Regions from separate parts of the Sus scrofa genome. Here all the other regions are linked to region 2. The links are chromatin contacts, called in public Hi-C, HiChIP or PLAC-seq and promoter capture Hi-C maps. All regions are on one chromosome and are shown on one strand. Each heading gives the region's core, a stretch centred on a gene start, on an enhancer-like site or on the middle of the called end of the contact. The rest is flanking DNA. Distances are from core to core; before and after follow the strand shown.

Evidence for each region. Promoter capture Hi-C pulls out the DNA fragments that hold promoters and counts their contacts. Hi-C and Micro-C count contacts between places; a contact is called where the count stands out from the background. HiChIP or PLAC-seq counts read pairs in DNA pulled down with a chosen protein or histone mark.
Region 1: an H3K27ac HiChIP or PLAC-seq map of alveolar macrophages shows a contact between it and region 2. The contact joins the promoter of SPAG7 here to the promoter of GABARAP in region 2. A contact is called at or near these places in 2 of 5 promoter capture datasets (fetal skeletal muscle and liver) and 1 of 2 datasets of contacts at active chromatin or transcription factors (alveolar macrophages).
Region 3: a Hi-C map of liver shows a contact between it and region 2, with 2.9 times the contacts expected there. The contact joins the promoter of SLC25A11 here to the promoter of GABARAP in region 2. A contact is called at or near these places in 2 of 5 promoter capture datasets (fetal liver and liver), 3 of 47 Hi-C or Micro-C datasets (heart right ventricle, liver and skeletal muscle) and 2 of 2 datasets of contacts at active chromatin or transcription factors (alveolar macrophages and skeletal muscle).
Region 4: a contact with region 2 is called in a promoter capture Hi-C map of fetal liver, with 5 times the contacts expected there. The contact joins the promoter of AURKB here to the promoter of GABARAP in region 2. A contact is called at or near these places in 2 of 5 promoter capture datasets (fetal liver and liver) and 1 of 47 Hi-C or Micro-C datasets (embryonic fibroblasts).

Annotation. Positions count from the first base shown.
Region 1 is chr12:51,946,813-51,950,272 of Sscrofa11.1, forward strand. SPAG7 (sperm associated antigen 7) reads left to right here and starts at 2,101. Exons shown (of 7, transcript NM_001243921.1): 1 at 2,101-2,193. The coding sequence starts at 2,109. CAMTA2 (calmodulin-binding transcription activator 2) reads left to right here. Exons shown (of 23, transcript XM_021067750.1): 19 at 154-225; 20 at 341-361; 21 at 523-710; 22 at 869-943; 23 at 1,028-1,891. The coding sequence ends at 1,091.
Region 2 is chr12:52,596,361-52,599,506 of Sscrofa11.1, forward strand. GABARAP (GABA type A receptor-associated protein) reads right to left here and starts at 1,806. Exons shown (of 4, transcript NM_001190288.1): 1 at 1,611-1,806; 2 at 990-1,068; 3 at 732-850; 4 at 1-264. The coding sequence starts at 1,700. The coding sequence ends at 199.
Region 3 is chr12:51,969,095-51,972,078 of Sscrofa11.1, forward strand. SLC25A11 (mitochondrial 2-oxoglutarate/malate carrier protein) reads left to right here and starts at 1,700. Exons shown (of 8, transcript XM_021067766.1): 1 at 1,700-1,961; 2 at 2,564-2,716; 3 at 2,803-2,984. The coding sequence starts at 1,867. It overlaps RNF167 (E3 ubiquitin-protein ligase RNF167), which reads right to left and starts at 1,717. Exons shown (of 10, transcript XM_003131906.4): 1 at 1,404-1,717; 2 at 763-1,266; 3 at 600-680. The coding sequence starts at 846.
Region 4 is chr12:53,414,559-53,417,859 of Sscrofa11.1, forward strand. AURKB (aurora kinase B) reads right to left here and starts at 1,297. Exons shown (of 10, transcript NM_213919.2): 1 at 1,206-1,297; 2 at 822-893. The coding sequence starts at 869.

The DNA.
Region 1 (3,460 bases), core at 851-3,350, 650 kb before region 2:
GACTGTGAGTTCCCAGGATGTTGGAAGGACAACAGTCACCCAGACAGGCCTGGGATGGGGCGAAGGGCCAGGGGACCCCAGGCAAGTTGGAAGGACAGGTCAGACGTCTGTAAGGTGGGCGATCAGGTGTTGAGACTTCTCCTCCCCCCTTAGGGCCGGCGGCTGAAGGAGCAGCAGGAGGTAGCAGCAGCTGTAATCCAGCGCTGTTACCGGAAGTACAAGCAGGTGAGACCATCCTCTCTTGAAAGCACACCCCCCAACCCACACCCACACCCACCCATTCCAGCCCAGAGCATCCAGAATGCTGCCGGAGCCCTAACTCCCCTTCTCTTTCCACAAGCTGACCTGGATTGCACTCAAGGTATTAGGCATGAGACCTGGGCGTGAGCTTGTCTGTGATGATTCAGCTTTCCCGTGTGGATTAGAGAGAGACTTGCAACAACTGAACTTGGGGGTGACCCTCAGGGGCTTGGATCTCTGTCCCTCCATTTCAGCCCCTTCCCCTCCTCCCCACCCCTGCAGTTTGCACTCTATAAGAAGATGACCCAGGCTGCCATCCTGATCCAGAGCAAGTTCCGAAGCTACTATGAACAGAAGCGATTTCAGCAGAGTCGCCGGGCAGCGGTGCTCATCCAGCAGCACTACCGCTCCTACCGTCGCAGGCCAGGGCCTCCCCACCGGCCCACGGGCCCCCTGCCTGCCCGCAGCAAGTATGGCCCTAGCTTTCCACCCCTGCTGGCCATACCCACTGCCCAAGGATACCCTCCATCATTCTGCCCCCCCCTTCCCCTGCCAGGGTCCCTAAGGGGCAGAGGGCAGGGGATGCCCGCGTGTTGTGTGAGGTTTCATCTCTTCTTTCTTCCACCAGAGGCTCTTTTCTCACCAAGAAGCAGGACCAGGCAGCCCGGAAGATCATGAGATTCCTGCGGCGCTGCCGACACAGGTGCTGCGATTTGGCCCTGCCGCCTCCCCCATCCCACCTCCCGATCGGCCGGTGTCCCCTGACTCCTTCCTTGTCTCTCGGCAGGATGAGGGAATTGAAGCAGAACCAGGAGCTGGAAGGGCTTCCCCAGCCCGGCCTGGCCACCTGACTTCTCCATCGCCTTTCTCATCAGCCGGGGCCGCTTCTTGCAGTCTTAACAGGGAGAGGGCTCTCTGGGGGAGGGGGAGCCCCCCCACCCCACCCCCCGTTGGCAGCTTTCCCGTCACTTCTGTAGGAGCCCATCCTCGGTCTCCGCTCCCGCCCCCTCCGAAGTGCTGAACTCCCTCTCCCACCCCCGGCTCCTTCTCCTCTTCCCTCCGGGTCGTGCCCCCCTCTTTGAGTCCCCGGCTCCAGAAGACCCACGCCCCACATACCTGCATCTTCAGCTGTGACCTCCGGAGCCCTGCCTGCCCCTTCTCCACATCTCCGAACCCGCCTGTACCCACCTCAGCCCCTTCCTGACTTGCCTTATTTATTTGTTCAACGAGTCTCTGAATGTATCCGCCTCGGTCCCACCTCTGCCTTCACTGCGCGCGCGCCCCTCGTGTTTCAGGGCTGACTGTGCCCCCACCCCGACTCCGCATGTTTGCGTCTGTTCCCTCCTTTTCTGACCCTGTGTTTCCCCGTCACCCCGACCGACTCCGGCCACCGATCTCGGGGCCAAAGGAGGGGTGTATATAAGAACGCGTTGCGGAGTCCTGCCCCGTCCCCGAGGGGAGGGGGCTTGTACATAATGTAACATACAGAGTATAGTGAAGAATCTATTTAAGGCGCCGCGGGGAGGGCTGCACAGCCGGACTTGTGGTTCCTGGCGCGGCGGGGGCCTTCAGCCGGCTCTACGAGAGCACTTTCTACTTGTGCATGGGCTTGGTTTCTACGAATTGCCATTAAACATCGCTGCACCAGCCAGCCTCCGGCCTCTGTCTGACCGGGGAGTGGGGGGCGGGGGGGGCGGGGCGGGGCCTCCGCCCTTGGGAGGCTGCGCCGGGCGCCCCAGCTGGCGTCAGCGCCGCACGGGAGCTGGGCGGGGCGGGCGCGTGGTTTTCCGCCTCCGACGTGTTTCCGGCCTTAAAGGCATTTTGCCCTTCCCTTTAAGACGCACCGCCCCCTCTCAGTCACTCCCAAGATGGCGGACCTACTGGGCTCCATCCTGAGCTCCATGGAGAAGCCACCAAGCCTCGGTGACCAGGAGACTCGGCGCAAGGCCCGAGGTGAGGATCCCAAATTCACAACCGCCTTTTTTCGCCCGGTTCACAGGACCTCACTCCTTCCACTTTGACGACCCCGCCTCCTCAACCTTGAAAGACCTCTCACGGTCCCCTTCAGAGACCCCCGGAGTCCCTAAAAGGGCTACCGGCCCGCCCGCTGTTCTTAGCGGACCTTGATTGGCTACCTGAAGCCCAGCGCCAGCCCTCTCTCCTCTCCCTACCCTGGCCTTCCGCAGTCCTTCTTTTTAATTCGTCGACGAGCCCGCCTGTCCGCGGGTGGCGTGCTGTGATTGGTAGGCTGCCTCCAACCCCACCCAACCCCTTGGTGTTCTGCGGCGGCTCCTCTTCCCGCCTTCGGACCGGAGCGGGGGGCGTGTTCCACCGCTCTGCCTTTCCCGCCTCTCGGTGCTCGAGTCCCGGCAACCCCTGTCCCTATTCCGATTGGGCCCCGGACACGTCCATCCGCAAGCCTTTCACCCTTATTGGTCACCTCAACTTAAACGTCTACCTATCACGTTTCGTTCGACCTTCCTCTAGTCCACCCCACCCTCAGCACCTCTAATTGGTTGCTGAGTCCTTTTGGCGCCTTTCTGCCCCGCCTTCTTGATTTAACCCGCTCCCTTCTGCCGCTCCTCCAACCAACCTTCTTCATCTACACCCTTAAATGCCAGAACCCCCCCCCCGGGGGGGGGAGTGAATGTTGATTGGAGGGATGAGAATGCCCCTGCCCGGTCCGATTGGCGGTAGTCTCCCCGCCTGTGTTCTCCGAGTAACTTCCCTGCTGGCCTGTCAACTTGGGCTCCCAGCGCAGGGCGCGGCCCGCGGGGAGGGGCTGCCCTCTCTTTGGGTTGCTGCTCTGAGACGTGTGAATGAATCTGGCAGAATGACTGCCTTGGGGAGGACACCAGCCTTGACCATGTCCCGGGCACCGGCTCTCCACCCGTCCGAGGTGGGGCCAGGGCAGGCTAGGTTGCCTTCGAAGTCTCAAGTGCTGCCTAATATCGAACTATATCATCCATAGTTGCTGTCCTGAGTGGTTACTCGGGCCCAGGGGTACCCTCCAGGAGCCCACATGAAATGCTCACACGGGAGTTTAAAAACCAGCTTTATCAATGTCCTGAAGGAAAAATAATTGTTATGAGAGGGGCTACAAGTAGGGTCCTAACCTAGTCTGCAGTGAGCTGAGATGATGAAGAATGGGTAATTCGGTAAGTGAGAGGGGAGCACAGTGCTCAAGGCAGAGATTTGAAAGCTCTGAGGAAGAAGGGAG
Region 2 (3,146 bases), core at 556-3,055:
GAAGGAAAGGAGTACTGGAGGCCATCTCCCCCATTAACCCTTGTTTTAAGAAGGGCTGGAGGAGAGTCTCAAACATTAGGAAGTGTAGGTCCTGAAGAAAGGAGGTGGTGTTTGAGCCTCAAGGAAGGACAGGTCGAGGAAGGTGGGCCACCTCTCTCTGTCTGAAGAATGGGACCCCCGACCTTAAGGGCAGCAGCTTCACAGACCATAGACACTTTCATCACTGTAGGCAATGTACAGAAAGAAGTCTTCTTCATGGTGTTCCTGGGGTGAAAGCAGAAAATGACAGTGCTCAGGCACCTGGGCTTTAATTACTTGAACCAACCACCACCCAGGCACATTCTTCCAAAAACATTCTTTTTGAAGACCCCCAAAACCAGTGCTTTGACTCTCCCTCTCACTTGCTCCAGACCCTAGCGGCTGAGCAGTATTATCCTAGCAGCAGTCCTAGGCATAAAAATCACACATTGTTCTCTGCTGCCTCGAAATGGGGAGGGGCCTGGGGAAAGTCCAGATCACAACAGTTGCTCCAACTCACTGTTCTCTTTTCTCTCTACTCCCACTGCCCTGTCTAAATCCCCAACCCAGAACTATAAGGAGATTTTAAAGCCAAATTTAAAACTGAGAGCTAAGTAAGCCAACTAGTCCAAGACCTGCTGACTTAAAACTTCCTGCCTCTCAAGTGCTTCCAACTCCTCTCCAAAGCCTCCACTACTTCCCAGACACTATACCTGGTACAGCTGACCCATCGTGGCACTGGTGGGTGGAATGACATTGTTGACAAAGAAAAACAAGGCATCCTCAGCTCGGAGATGAATTCGCTTCCGGATCAAGAAGTAGAACTGACCAACTGCCAAAGAAACAAGGTCTGAGAAAGTCTGAGGTCACAAACGCCTTCAAAAGAACAGCTGCTATGTGGAGCCTCCTCCAGCAGAGACCACATTCCCACCCCCCAGGAAGCAAACCTGGCTACTGGGTCAGGTTCTCACCTGTGAGATCAGAAGGCACCAGGTATTTCTTTTTATCTAGGTCTCCTATCCGAGCTTTGGGAGCCTTTTCTACTATCACCTGATAAAGAGACGAAAATTAGGAGACATTAGGTATACAGGCCCACAGCTCCACCTGTCAAGAACTCAACATTCCTAGCATCCCTACCTACCCCAGACTCATTTCTCTTTGTCTCTGAACACGCGGCGCAGTCCTGAGCAGGGATTCTGATCCCACTGACTCAAACTCACCTAAACCTCCAGAATCCCTGAATAGGACGTCATAACAAACAATGATTTTAATCAAACAGGCATGTCTTGTCTGGGCCGACTAGAGCTTCAATCTCAAGCACCCCCTGTGAAGCTCGGAATGTCAAACGCCCTACACGAATCCAAGGTCTAGCTCTCGCGCCTACATCCCCTTAAGCCTACATCCCCTAGCCCCCCAGTTCTAATGCTACCCCACTCCTTTCACCTCCAGTCCCACAGACAGCAGTTTCGGGCTCATTCCCAACCCTGCCACAGCTGGCAGCCTGATGCCCGCGCTGCGGGTCTCGGACTCAAGCCCAGGCTGTGGCGTCAGCGCCAGCGCCCCGCGCCCTCGGCCCTGGCTACTGTCCTCACCGGCACCCGGTCCGGGTATTTCTTTCGGATCTTCTCGCCCTCAGAGCGACGCTTCTCGAACGGATGCTCTTCTTTATACACGAACTTCATCCTCCCGGGAACCGGGTTGGACCGGGCTGGGCTGAGGGAACCCGGGGGGGCCGGGATGGGGGGCGGCGGCGACGGCGGCGACGCGCGGGCGGATTCAGCGGAGCGATCCCGGACCTTGCGCCACTTCCCTATTCACCAACCCCGCCCCCGGCCGTCAGAGGCCGCCCCACTCGCTATGTTACGCTCCTAGCTCAGTGGCCCCAACGCCACTAGCGTAGCGCCACCTACTGACCTCCCCCCTCACGCAATCAGCGTAATCGCTTTGGAATCAATTTACGGGCTACGCAGGCGACGTAGGAAAGGTGGCTGGCTTTTTGCTATCATAGAAAATAACTGAAAACCCATTTCCTGACTTTTTCCACAGGATGAAAAGGGCTTGGAGATGGTAATCATAATTTGAGACTTGGTTCTCCGAAAGTGCTTTTCAGAAGTAACAGAGGTAAAAAAGCAGATAATTACAAGGACAGCTATTCAGGAAAGGTGCTGGTACGCTGAAGGCGGCGGTTGACACCAAAACAAAGTAGTACCCCAATGGAGCAAGCGGTCTTTGGAAACAGAGGAGGGCAGAAACGAGACCTATGTTTGGAAAGACGCTTATGTTTCCAGAATGCTTAGGTTCCAGGAATGAGTGGACGAATAGGGACTGGAGAGGTCTGAAAGGTAGGGACTACGTCAGCGCGGAGGAACACAGTCTTCGCGGCTCACGGAGAGATCATGTGATCGCAGAGAAGGGCGGGGCGTCACGTGGCGAGTGCGAGGAAGTAGAGCCGGCTGCGGCTGGGGGAGCAGGGCCAAGGGGAGGGAGGTGGGGCGCCAGGGGCCTGGGACACCCCCCCCTCCGCCCCCGGGGGGCTGCGCCCGCTCAGCTAGTCTAAGTCAGGCCCGCAGACGAAGCCAGGCCTCTCCCAGCGTCCAGTTCTCTTTTCCTTTCAAACTTTTCTGTGTTACTGTTCGGAAGCTCACATTCCCTCTGGACACAGGGCTGTTCTTTCGCTCCCGGCCAGGGTATCATCCTGCCACTAAGACCCTCCCCGCCAGGGTGGCCAACACCCTCCCCTCAGGTCAACAGCTTGCTCCTTACCCTCTGCCCAGAGCCAGGGTGGGTGTGAACAAAGCCCCTTCATTTCCCCCAAACCCAGAGAAGGACCTAGGGCAGCTTTGGTTTCAAAGTTATAATGCATGGTTTAAGTAGACGAAAGAAAAAAAGAGAAAGCTCGTTACAGGTCTGAGGGACTCTAGGAAGAAGGGAAGATGGAAAAGGAAGGGAAGGGACAAGTTTGGGGAAAATCCAGTGGCCCAAAATCCCAGTTTCCCACCCACAGCCCAGCCCTTGGAGTGAAGAATTAGATCAGTTTTGTACAAGAGTTTTTAAAAAATCAAATCACAACAAAGCTGGCTTGGCTTCTCTTTGAGCCTCCCGGATTACCGAGTGTCTTTCGCTCACTC
Region 3 (2,984 bases), core at 450-2,949, 630 kb before region 2:
GTCTTTAGTTTTGTATAGTTCTTCAGAGATCCTTTCTGTCTGCTAGGTGGGATACTGCTCAATCCATGGGGTCGTTGAATACAAGCCAGTAAAAGCTTTAAAATTCACTCAGTTGAATTTTGTTTTTTTAACACCCTCTTCACTTTCCAATTACCCATCTTGGAAACAACTATACTGGTATCTATGGCCCAACTGAGTTCTTGCTATGTGGCAGTCTTTGTGAAGTACTACAAAGCTGCTTACCTAATTTAATTCTCACAATAATCCTGTGGTAACTTTTACTGTTATTCCATCTTTACAGTAAAACAAACTAAGGCCCAGAGAGATAATTAACTTGTCCAAGGTCATAAAAACCAATAACTGGCTCTAGAGACCCTACTGATAAGCACCACCCCTGGTGCCTTTTATCTTGGTCCACTTTCAGTCTCCTTCATAAGGCTCAGAGTTCTAGGAGTAGACTTTGTCTCCTCCCTCCGATTCTGGATTCCACCAGGCCAGATGTGCTCTTGCGCTAAGTTCCTAACTTGACTCTTCTACCTCCAGCTTCAATCATCCAAGAGGGAAAATTTTGGGAAACAGGAAAAAGGGAAGAAAATCACCTGAAGTCCCTCCTGGCTCAAGGCAGCCCCAAAGAGAGCTGGGAGGTCTGCAAAGTCCATGCTGGCATTGTGGTCCGAGATCTGCGGCAAGAGTCCATGTCTCTCCTTTAGCCTGCAACCTCTCCCCTTCAGCGCCCTTCCCCCATCTGCCCCTCAGACTCACCGCTCGAATAAGCCCCTGGCTGGGGGCCACTCCCCACAGCACAGTGGCCACAACCACAGGAAGCGGGAAGGCCGCAGGGTGCATGGCAGCGGGAGGGGAGAGGCGGAGGAGGCCGCGTCCCGATAGCAGGAGCAGAAGCGGAGTTCTGCGCCCTCTCTGGCCCTTCCTCAGGGTCCCAGGGGTCCAACCACCCCCAGGTCCCCCTTCTCAGCTACATGGGGACGAGGGGAAGGACCCCCGACTCGGGGAGTGAGATAGCCAACCCCCTTAGTGGAGCCGGGAAGGCGACACTAAAAATACCCTTTTCTGGTATAGGAATAAAACGGGGGAAAGGAACAGAAGCAAGCCCAGGTGACAGAAAAACTTCTGGAAGGGTGGGGGGAGATCACGGAGGTGGGACTTCCGGCCAGGTGGGCCGTATTCCCATTCCCTGTAAGAGGGTTTCCGGCAAAGAAGGTCAGGCCGCTTCCAGCATTGGACGCTCCAGACGAAGGACTTCCGGTCCTAAAAGTCCGGTTAAAAGAAAAGATTAGAGGTGAGAGGAGTGCCTGTACAGACGAAAGGAGCACCGAAGCCCCAGGCAACAGCTTGGTTGTTTCCCCTCTAGTGCCCAGGATCCTGCAACTGGCTGGCTTACAAACCTCTCCGCCTCCCTCTGGCCGCCGCCACTGCCGCCGCCGTATCTTCACGTCTCGCGAGAGTTCTCCCACACACATCCCTCCCACCTGCTGAGAGCTTCCCGTACCTACCGCGAGGGACTGCCTAACTCGGGCTAGTCTAAGCTCACGAGATCTCGCGAGATCTTCAGAAACCCTCTTCTCTGTGTTCCCGCGACTCCAATTCGATAAAAATTGCACCTATGCTCTGGCTTCCTAAATCAGCCACACCCCTTCCCGCACCCATTCTGGAAGCTCCTCCTTCAGCTCCGCCTTACTCCCGGCTGCCCTTGCGCTCGCGCCTGCGCCAACTTCCAGCTAGCGCTGGACCTGAGAGCCGGAGGGGTGTGCGCGCGCGCCCTCGCCCCTGTTGCGCGCGCAGTGTCACCTTGGGCGCGAGCGGGGCCGCGCGCGCACGGGACCGGGAGCCGAGGGCCATTGAGTGGCGATGGCGGCGACGGCGAGTCCCGGGGCCGGTGGGATGGACGCGAAGCCCCGTACCTCCCCTAAGTCGGTCAAGTTCCTGTTTGGGGGCCTGGCCGGGTAAGCTCAGGCCCCAGGGATGGGACAGGAGGAGGAAAGGACGGATGCAAGCAACCAGGCCCGGCTCATCTTTGGATCTGTTAGAGTGAACCGAGCCGGCACGGGGTCAGCGCGGTCCCCGTCGTAGTGCGAGATCCATGATGGGCTACCAGGATCTTTTTACCCATCGCAGGGTCCCTTCTGGGCTGCATGCACGGCTCCTGCCGGGCCGCCTGAGTTTCCCAACCCATTGCTTGGCTCTGAGGGGCTGTTTGGGGTTCCAGGTCATTGCATGGCTCCTGCTGGACAACGTGGGATCCCAGGTCATAAGTGCCCACCTCTCTTCTTTGGGTCCGACTGCATGCAGTCCTGGGATCCCTGCTTGACACCCTTGGAGCTGCATGGAGCACTTTTCTTGCATGGCCCCTACTGGACCCCTGGACTTTTCAGACTTATTGCTCTTGGTACATGTGGAGACTCTTGTACACATGTCCGCCAGCCTCCTAAAACTTGGTCAGTCACATGGCAGACCCTGCCCTTTGTGACCTCTTGTTGCCAGGTTCCAGGGGGCATTGGTAGATCTGGAACACCTGGCACTTGACTCCACCCCTTTCTTTCCCCAGGATGGGAGCAACAGTTTTTGTACAGCCCCTGGACCTGGTGAAGAACCGGATGCAGTTGAGTGGAGAAGGAGCCAAGACACGAGAGTACAAAACCAGCTTCCATGCCCTCACGAGCATCCTGAGGGCGGAAGGCCTGAGGGGCATTTATACAGGGTACTGGGGCCAGATGATGGGGGAGGTAGGGTGTGGGTTGGCAGCTCCAGACCTTGGCTTGATGCACTGACCCTTTCGCTCCCCAGGCTGTCAGCTGGCCTGCTTCGCCAGGCCACCTATACCACCACTCGCCTTGGTATCTATACCGTGCTGTTTGAGCGCCTGACTGGGGCTGACGGTACACCCCCTGGCTTTCTGCTGAAGGCCCTGATTGGCATGACTGCAGGCGCAACTGGTGCCTTTGTGGGAACGCCAGCTGAGGTGGCTC
Region 4 (3,301 bases), core at 47-2,546, 820 kb after region 2:
TTCAGAGCTTCACCAGGAGAGAGCTGGTGGACAAGGGGACAGAAGGACTCTCCAGGACACCCAAGTCCCACCAACAGGGGGGCAAAGCCCGTGCAGGGCCCTTCTTTCTCCTTTAGTCAGGAGAGGAAGAAAGCCTCAGAACCCCTACAGACCTGTTCACAAACAGTGATATTAGTACGGAATTTACACATAAGCAAATCGAACAAAAGAGAGTCCAGAAATAGATCCACATATATGTGGGAGTATATATATATATATATATATTTATATATAAATATATATATATATATATAATTAAGGTAGTATTTTCAAATCAGAGGATAGACTCTTCAATCAACAGTGTTGGGACAACTGGAAATAAAGCCACTTAGATGCTTACTACACACAGTCATTAAAATAAATTTCAAATTCTTAGTTTAGGATTGTCCTGGACTTTTTAAACTTATAAATTCATCTAAGTTCTCCCAGAGTCTATTTCTTCTTCTTGCCTAGCCTATTTTTCACAATGGTTTGGGAATCATGGCCTGAAGGCCAGACCCTGCCTGCTCAGTCCCAGATGTCATTTATATGTGACAAGTAGGTTCAGCTCTGCAGAGGTCCTCATAGGCTGGTCAAATTCAAGTTGGCAGCACCAACTGAATGTTGGCTGCAGCAGGATGTGGCTGCAAATGACAGACTGGGTTCTGCCAGTAAACTAATGGGGCCCAAACCGCGCAAAGCCGGGAAGAAAGTGCTAAGAGGATCACCCTCGGCAGGATCTCAAATCTGCAAACAGGAACTCGCCATGAGGGTGGGGGAAGGGGAAGTGGGAAAACCCTTACCGTCTGCCGACCGTAGGGCCAGGGGTAGGTGTTCTCCTTCTGGGCCATCCTTAGAGGGAAAGGGGGAGGGAACTGGGCAGAGAAGAGAAACAGAGCAGTGAGAAACAGAAAAAAGGGAACGAGAGAGTGAGGGATTGGAATGATCTCGCCGGAAGCTGGTGAAAGGAAGCAGGTCTATAAGCCGACGGCATCAGGGCACCTCTCGGCGCTCGCCTCGCTGCCTCTGCCCTGCTACCCGCTCCACCCCTTTCCAGGACCCTCTCTCCACCCCAGGGCAACCAGCAGCCCGGCAGAGTGCCCGCGGGACCACCCAACGGACCCCCTGACCTGCCTAATCACTTGGTCTCTCCCGGCGCAAGGGCCCACGAAAGGAGGACAGCTCACCTGAAACCGGTGGCACAGCCACCCCCCTGGCAGCTGGCAAACGACTGAACCTGCTCGGCCTCGCCCCCCCGCCCCGGAGGACCTTTCAAATCTCCCGCCCTGGCCCCATTGGCTGAGCGCGCTGGCCATGCCCAATTCTCATTGGCTGGGTGTCCCATGACGTAGCCACGGAGCCCAATGGAAAAGGCGGAATGCAAAGCCTCAGCACTTTCAAGTTCCGGTTTAGGAAAGTTTCCTTCATCCCCCAAAGAAATTCACGGTTTTTTTGTTTTGTTTTGCTTTTAAAATTTAAGTCATTAATATATCTGGAATTTATCCTTGTGTAAATATATGAACTTGAGTTTTCTTTTATCTTTTTCTTTTTATGTTTTTAATGCTTTTATTAAACTAGGGTTTAACTGTTATCTGCCAGACGGAGAGCCAGTTATGCTGGTATCATTTCTTAAACTGCACCATTCCCAAAGGAATTTAAACGCTACCCTTGGTAATACTGTCATGGTAGAGATTTGGCTATATTTCTGGATTCTCTACCCTGTTATATCGTTTGTTCGTTTGCATGTATGTTTATTCTTACGCCGTTATTGTTTTGTCCTTTAAAGTCTTTCGCTCACATTCCTGGCAAGAATTTTCCACCAGAGGACTTTTCTTTGTAGATGCCCTGCCCAAGGTCAAATTGTTCGGAACTGCTCTCACTTTTCTCCTTGTCGCACTCCCTTCTTCTCTGCTCTTTCTAACGCCAAATTTCATTATTGAATTACATAAATAAAATTTGGGAATTTCCATGAAATAACTAATGGATATTTGTAAGTATTGTCTATCCAGCACCCTCCTCTTTCTTCTCATAATAACATCCTGACTTTGCTTAAGGGAATCACCAGTCCATGTTATCGATTTCTGTTCTGCCAACCCCTACCTAACTCGATGGAGACCTGTTGTAATGAACATTGTGGTTATCTAGCGAGCACCGAGTCTTTCAGCAATTCCCACTTCCTGAAAGCAACTGGAGTTTTGTGGGTCTTAGAAGGAAATTGACTCGGGCTCAGGTCCTGGAATGGTCAGTGTCTCATTGGACACTAGGTAACACTTTTATTCTGGGATCATGGTCACCGGTTTAAGGATAAGCATGTGACCTTAAGTGGGTCAGTTAGTGGGAATTTTAGGATTCTTGTCCAGAATGCTTGACAGAAACTCCCTTCGGCTTGCTGGAACTGGACAAGGAAGCACACAGCCTGCATTGTTGGTGATGGTGTCCAGCAGGGAGCAGCCTGAGAGTGAGGCTGGCATTGCAGAAGGCAGAAATGAGGTCTGGGAAGAACCCTAGAACTTGATGACAATGTGGAGCCTCTGGATGCCTGTTTCATCCATTGTCTTATGTGAGCCAATAGGTCTCCATTCCTAACGCATTGAGTTAAGAGTTCTGTTATTTGCTGTCAAAGCATTCTAACTGACACACATTACAGACCTACAGTTTTTGTAGTTATTTCGGTCTAGTGATGGAAAACTACTAATAGTTATTCTGACCTACAGAAAATACCAATTTCATATTATTCAAACCAATGTAAATGAAATAAATCCTAAGGGATTTCTAGATCAGCAGCAAGTATGGTATTTGGGGGCTCCTGCCCTGTGATGGATGATATTGGGAGTATCTCAGATAAAGTCACCTACGAGAGGGCATGTTGGTTCTCTTTCTGGGAGAATCCTCTGAGTCTGACTGAGTCATCCTCCCTTTTTAGGCCTGTAGCTCCAGGCAGGGAGCGGGCAGGCTTTACACTTCTTCTTCTTTTTTTTTTTTTTTTTTTTTTTTTTCCGCCTTGTCTGTAGCATGCAGAAGTTCCTGGGCCAGGGATATAACTGAGCCACAGCCATGACAATACCAGGTCATTAACCTCTGAGCCACCATGGAACTCCTTTTTTTGTTTTTTTTGTCTTTTCTAGGGCCGCACCCGCGGCATATGGAGGTTCCCAGGCTAGGGGTCTAATCGGAGCTGGCCTACACCACAGCCACAGCAACACTAGATACTGAAATAGAGTTTTAACTAAAGACAACCCCCCCTTGGCTAAGACGGCAGCTGGAAGCCTTTCCAGCTATGCTC